2 separate regions of the Mus musculus genome follow, and region 1 is linked to region 2. The links are chromatin contacts, called in public HiChIP or PLAC-seq maps. All regions are on one chromosome and are shown on one strand. The core of a region is the stretch at or near the end of the contact, and the rest is flanking DNA. Distances in the headings are between cores, read along the strand shown.

Region 1 (2,941 bases), core at 414-2,913, 120 kb before region 2:
CCACACTCCCGAGTCCACTGCTGGTTGGTTCCTGTCTCATCCCCCAAGCTCCCGGCAGTGAAGCTTTCCAGGACCGAGCTCTCCAGGACCCGCCGGCCGAGTGCATGAGTTGCAGGTGGCAAGGATTCTCCGTCCCTCTTGTCTGGAACATCTTTTCACTGAGCTCTCGGCATCTGTCCTGACTGAGAGCTTTTCCTTGGGATTCCTCACTCAGTACCGCTTCACTCTTCAGCAAAAGCAGACTCGTTAGGATGAGGAATTTATTGAGAGAGGCTGGCAGCTCATAATCTTCTGTTAACTCCTGTTCCAGAGGATGTGATGCCCTCTCCTGGCCTCTGCAGGTACTAAGTTTGTTTGCGCTTGGTGCTCACAAACACCCATACACATAAAATAAAATAAAATAAAATAAAATAAAATAAAATAAAATGTCTGAAATGGGGTTCGTTCAGAGCCACAGAGATGACTAGCAGTTGAATGCTTTCTTGAGTTCTGTTTCCAGCTCATTCATAGCTCTAGCTTTAATGGCCTCCAAGGGGACTATTCCTCCACACACATAAAAGAGTATGTAAAGTGCTTAATGTTGTAAAGGCCTGAATTTGGATCCCCATCACACACATGAAGAGTTAGGAAGAGTTAGGATCGATGGCCTGCAGTGGTCATCCTGGGGAGGTAGAGACAAGTGTGCCCCTGGGGCTCAGTGACCAGCATGCCTATCTGAACTGGCAAACTCTGGGTTCAGTGAGAGGCTGTCTCATAAAGACCGGAAGAAGAGTGACTGAGGAAGGCACCCAGTGTGCTCCTTTGCTCTTGTTTACTTGACACAGCTAGGGTCCTCTGGGAGGAGGGAGCCCCACTTGGAGGAATGCCTCCATAAGAGGCATATCTGTGAAATATATTCCCTTTCCCCCGCCCGCCTCCCCCCACCCCCCGGCCTATTTATTATATGTAAGTACACTGTAGCTGTCTTCAGACACCCCAGAAGAGGGCGTCAGATCTCACTACAGATGGTTGTGAGCCACCATATGATTGTTGGGATTTGAACTCAGGACCTCTGGAAGCGCAGTCAGTGCTCTTAACAGCTGAGTCATCTCTCCAGCCCTGTGTCTTTGGACTTTTAAGACAATGTCTCAGTATGTCTCCTTGGTAGGGGAAGCGGCCTTAAATCCAGATTTGCTTCCGCCTCTGCCTCCCGAGGGCTGGGATTAAGGGCGAGCGCCAGCACCCTCGGCTGTGTCTTAATTATATCCTGTGTATACAGAAGAAAAGGGAAGTGGGCTGGGGACAGACAGTTCATCCTATGAGTCCTTCCTATCCCTAAAGTTCTCAGGAGTGACCGCCCTGTCATGCCAACATTTGGGAGACTGAGGCAGGAGCATTGCTGCGAGCGAGCCTGCTTGGATTATACAGTGTGGAAGGCCTACACTAAAAGGCCTTGTCCCCAAAATCCCAAACCCAAACAAAATAGAAAGGAGAAATTACAACGCCAAGCTCACTGCACGTGTCTGAGGAGAAGCAGTCCATAGAGAGCCGGAACCGCCATGTCATAACCCAGTGAGCATGCGTAAAAGCACGCACGTTTCCCCGTCGACCAATCGGTGGGCACGCTGGACGTCGGGGGCGGGGCTTCTGCCGACACATGCGCACGGCAGGGCGGGCCCTCTCTCTTCTCGCTGAGCGCCGCCAACATGGTGAGTGTGTGTGCCGAGAGCTCCGAGTGCGGCCGTCGCGACGCCCGTCTTCTGCCCCGGGCGGGGGAGCCCCGGCGTGGAGTGGCTCTGCGCGACCCGGCCAGCGCGTGGGGAGGCAGCGGGGCGTGGAACCCAGCCCGCAGGGAGCGCGGCTCGCGTGGACCGCACTACCGGGGCCACGCGTGCGCAGTGGCGGGAGTGGCTGGGCCTGAGGTCCGGGGATGGCGGCGCTGCTGCGGCCTCGGACCTGCCCGGCGGCCTGGCTCCTCATGAGCTCCCTTCAGTTCTTTTTCTCCGGAAAAAGCGAACCGGGGAGTGGTTCAGTGGATTGAACGATGAATTAATTGTATGAGAACTAAAGGAGTATCAAACATGGGTAAGAGCGGATCCAGGGAGCTCGTGTGCTGGGAAAGTGGCCACGGGATACTTGAAGTTAAAAAATGCTGGCTACTAAGTTCAAACTCGTCTCCCAGGGCGGCCCCGAGCCCTGTGTTGCCGGTAAGCAGCGGACTTGGAATATTTAAAGCCAACCCTTGTTTCTTTTCCTGTTTTAGGTGTTCAGGCGTTACGTGGAGGTTGGCCGGGTGGCCTACATTTCCTTCGGGCCCCATGCTGGAAAGCTGGTCGCAATTGTAGATGTCATTGATCAGAACAGGGTACGTGTGGGACGGAGTATTTTACAATCTTTATTTAACGTGGCCGTAAGATCGACAGCACCGTAGATGTTACTCAGGGTAGCTAGAGTGGTCCTTGGGTGGAGTTCTTTAGATTACAGGTTTACCATTGAGGAAACACTGGCCACGGAGTTTGAAGCACTGGGTAGAGTTAGCTCATCTTACAGCACTAATTCACCGGGTAAACGAGGCAGGCAAATGCAGGTGAGTTTAAATGAGGTAACTGAGAAGACTTCAGTGAGCTGGAGGTGCGGCTCTGTTGGTAGAGTGCTTGCTAGAGTCCCTGGATTCTAAAGATAGATGTGGCTCCTGCTACCTCAGGCTCTGGGAGGATAAGGTAGGAGAAGCAGGAGTTTGCCACTAGCCTGGGCTGCTTGACCTTGTCTGAAAATACCACAGTGGAGGCTTTTAGGATACTGGGTTCACAAACGTGCATTTTCTTCATTTGAATGGTAATGTACATTTCGTCCAGAAAGGGCTAGAAATTACGTAGAGGTTACAGCCATCTTGAACTTTAGATGCCTGTCTGAGGTCCTTGATTTTGTATCCTAGGCTTTAGTGGATGGACCCTGTACTCGG
Region 2 (3,053 bases), core at 194-2,693:
CATTCCTGACCACACAGGCAGCTTTGAGAACCACAAACTGTGTCTGAAGAAGCGAGCCACAGGTAGAAGGCCTCCAAGGACAAGCAGGTAGCAAGAAGCCACGGTCAGTGAGCCATGATGGCCCCACACCTTGGCTGCCCAGAGGCAGCTCCTCTCTCTCGTCTGCAGAGGAAGCTCCAGTTTCACAGAAACACCCGATGCTTACACCTGATCTCACACTGGGAATTTACAGTAGTGAATAGGGGAATGAGTAGGGGAGAGTTTGCATTTGAATCTGTTAGGGCTAGGTTGGGGTGAGATTTACAGCTAGGTCTCTTAAGAGAGGGCTTGGTTACATCTGCATCTCAAACAACAGCGTGGGAATTAGGTCCAGGTCTCTTAACACTTGGTGGTGGGGTGTGGGGGGAGGTGGTGGTGTTACATCTGGGTCTTGAACACTGAGGGTTGACGTCCAGATCTCAAACTCTGGGGACTCACTTCTGAGGCTCCTCTCCATCCAAATCAGCATCCAGTGTGGTACCTAGCTGCTCTAGCCACCAGGAACATCCTCCACCCAGGCTTCCTCCATCCTCCTGGCTCCCTCTCCGGTTCCTCCCTGTGGCTTCAGAGGAAGCAGAGCAGCTGAACACACACACACACAGCTCAGCACCATCTGGGACGGGGAACCCCTGCGATACAGGGGTGGTGTGGGGACAACTGCGTGGTGGGGGAAGTGCCTGGTCCGCTTAGAGGCCCACTCTCCCTTTAAAGGATACACAAAGCCCCCGCCGCCCCCTCACGCCAGGGTCTGGGTTGAGTTTTTCCTTGACAGAGCCCATCCCTTTGAGGCTGGCTGGCTGAGCAGTGTTGACACAGCCGTCTCTGGATGCGTTCCGGGAAAGCAGGCCTGAGCATGTGAGACGAATTTTCTCTGCACTGTGCGGTTTCCAATGTGTCAGAAAAACAAACTAGGAGAAGTCTACTTGGATCGTGTGAGTGTGTGGACCCCTCCTCCCCGCTTCATTCCTCCCATAGTGGAAAAAAAAAAAAAAAACTAAAAGGCTGCCTTCCAGCGTCTGGTTCCTGACTCTGGAGGGATGGTGTACAAGCGGAGGACTTCCAAGCCACACAATGCGGGTCCATGTGACGCTTCTGTGTTCGTGTGGAGGGTGGAGGCTACCTCTACATCAGGGCATGGAGGCCGGATCAGCCTCATGCCCTTTTGCTTCCAGGCCCTTGACTGCCCCTCCTCCACCCAAACCTCCAGTCCTCGTTCCCAAAATAATTGGCCACAGGAAACTGCACTGAGGAGGAGCCTCTGCAGTGAATTACTTCCCGGCACCCTGCCGGGATGCAGAAGGCTGGCTGTCCCGGCTGCAAGTCACTAGCTGGGGCCATGCAGGGGGCGGGGCCTGGGACGGGGGCGGCATCTACACACACTGCTCTTCACTTCCCTCCAGCGGTTCCTGTAGAAGCAGGCAGTAGTAGAGGCTTGGCCCTTCTGTGCCTTCTCCATGCTCGGGAGAGATGCTCACTGGGGACCCAGCCTTGAAGTTTGCAGCCAGTGGGGATTCCTGGTTCCTCGCGCGCGCACACACACCACACACACACACACACACACACACACACACACACACACACACACACACGCTTGCGTGCACGTCTGTGCTCAGCGCTTTCATCTTTGTACTCAGTCAGGGATCCCAGTACCACCCACGTTTAGGCTGGGTAGTACCACCTCAAGTAAATAATCTAGAAACTTCTTCACAGAAGTTCAGAGGGGTTTGTCTGAAGGTGGTTCTTGACGCCATCAGGCTGGCAGGCTGTGTGAGCCACAGCACACCCTCAGGTTGCTTCCTGCCACAGTAGCGAGAAGAGTAACAAAACAGCCTACTTTCTCAGAAGCGAGAGAGCCATCTGCCCACAGAGCAATAGATTCACTCCCCTCCTGGGTAGAGGGATGCTTTACTGATGCAAAGAGGAAAAGTGGGGACGGTCACCACAGGCGCAGGCCAGCTGGTGCCTCTCACATCCTTAGCTCTGTGGCAGAGGCCACAGGCGGAACACAGAGGTTGATTTTGAAGGCGAGAGCCGAGACATAGCTCCAGATTCTCCCTCAAATCTGTGTCTGAGACATTCTTGTTCCTCGGAGTTCCTAGGCCCCTTCGCTTGGGGGCTATCCCAGACATGCTTTACATGTCACCCTTCTGAAGGGCCGTGGGCATTTATGTTTGTTTTCATTGAGTGTGTACTTTGTCCAGGTATGGGGTCAGACACTTGCAGTCTTGTTGGCTTCAACTCTACAACAATCAGCTAACTTTTTTTTTATTCCTTTCTATCTAATGCAGATCTCCACGGATTTGCATGTAAATAAGCAATTATGTATGCGTGTGACTGTAGATAGATGAATATTCATAGATAGGAAAATACTCCATCTCTAGACTGTACCAACTCTGTATATGGTACCAGCAGAAACACGCACGCATTCTCCAGAATACAACCTTCCCTGCTTTCTCACGAGTAAGATGATATTGGAGACTTGTGGTCAGAACAGCACACACTCCATTTATAAACAGGTTAGCCCTAGGCAGCTAGAGCCGCAAGGACACTCTGGGAAACAGCATGCACGGCTATATCTGCACACGCAGGAGAGTTGCCTGGAAAGCTGTGGAGCCCTGTCTGCTGGGGCCCAGCTTCAGTTTCTGATTCAGTCAGTATGTAGTGGCGGACCTTGATAGCTTCCATTTCTGTGAGTTCCCAAGTGAGGCTGCTGCTGTCTTGGGAACAACTGTGAAGGGTCCCAACCAACCAACACAAGAAGTTGGACTTCCTCTACCAACTCCACCTCTCATCGGCCGAAAGCTGTTGGCTCCATTTCTTGTTCCTAGATGCCAGCCGTGTGAGGTTCTGCAGAGAGTAAGCTGGCATTCACACAATGGCAAGCCTGTGCTGTCAGGGCAGGTGGGAGCGAACTGTGGATACCCAAACCCCTGAAGAAATGTTGCATCCTTCATACCAACAAGAGAGAGAGACTTAAAACACAGCAGCACAGGAAAGAAAACGGCAAGAATCTC

Evidence for each region. HiChIP or PLAC-seq counts read pairs in DNA pulled down with a chosen protein or histone mark.
Region 1: a contact with region 2 is called in an HNF4G HiChIP or PLAC-seq map of pancreatic cancer cells. The contact joins the promoter of Rpl14 here to the enhancer-like site in region 2. A contact is called at or near these places in 1 of 484 Hi-C or Micro-C datasets (embryonic stem cells), 4 of 115 datasets of contacts at active chromatin or transcription factors (embryonic stem cells, memory CD8 T cells and pancreatic cancer cells) and 1 of 9 other capture datasets (adipose tissue).

Annotation. Positions count from the first base shown.
Region 1 is chr9:120,569,854-120,572,794 of GRCm38.p6, forward strand. Rpl14 (ribosomal protein L14) reads left to right here and starts at 1,664. Exons shown (of 6, transcript NM_025974.2): 1 at 1,664-1,688; 2 at 2,243-2,344; 3 at 2,915-2,941. The coding sequence starts at 1,686.
Region 2 is chr9:120,690,413-120,693,465 of GRCm38.p6, forward strand. No RefSeq gene overlaps it. Among named protein-coding and RNA genes, the nearest start is that of Gm39458, 16 kb to the left of the region's middle. Within about 2 kb of position 1,444, at least 179 of the 459 cell types and tissues checked have an H3K27ac peak or open chromatin away from gene starts, as enhancers often do. A contact at or near this core is called in adipose tissue, embryonic stem cells, memory CD8 T cells and 1 more, where this site is marked.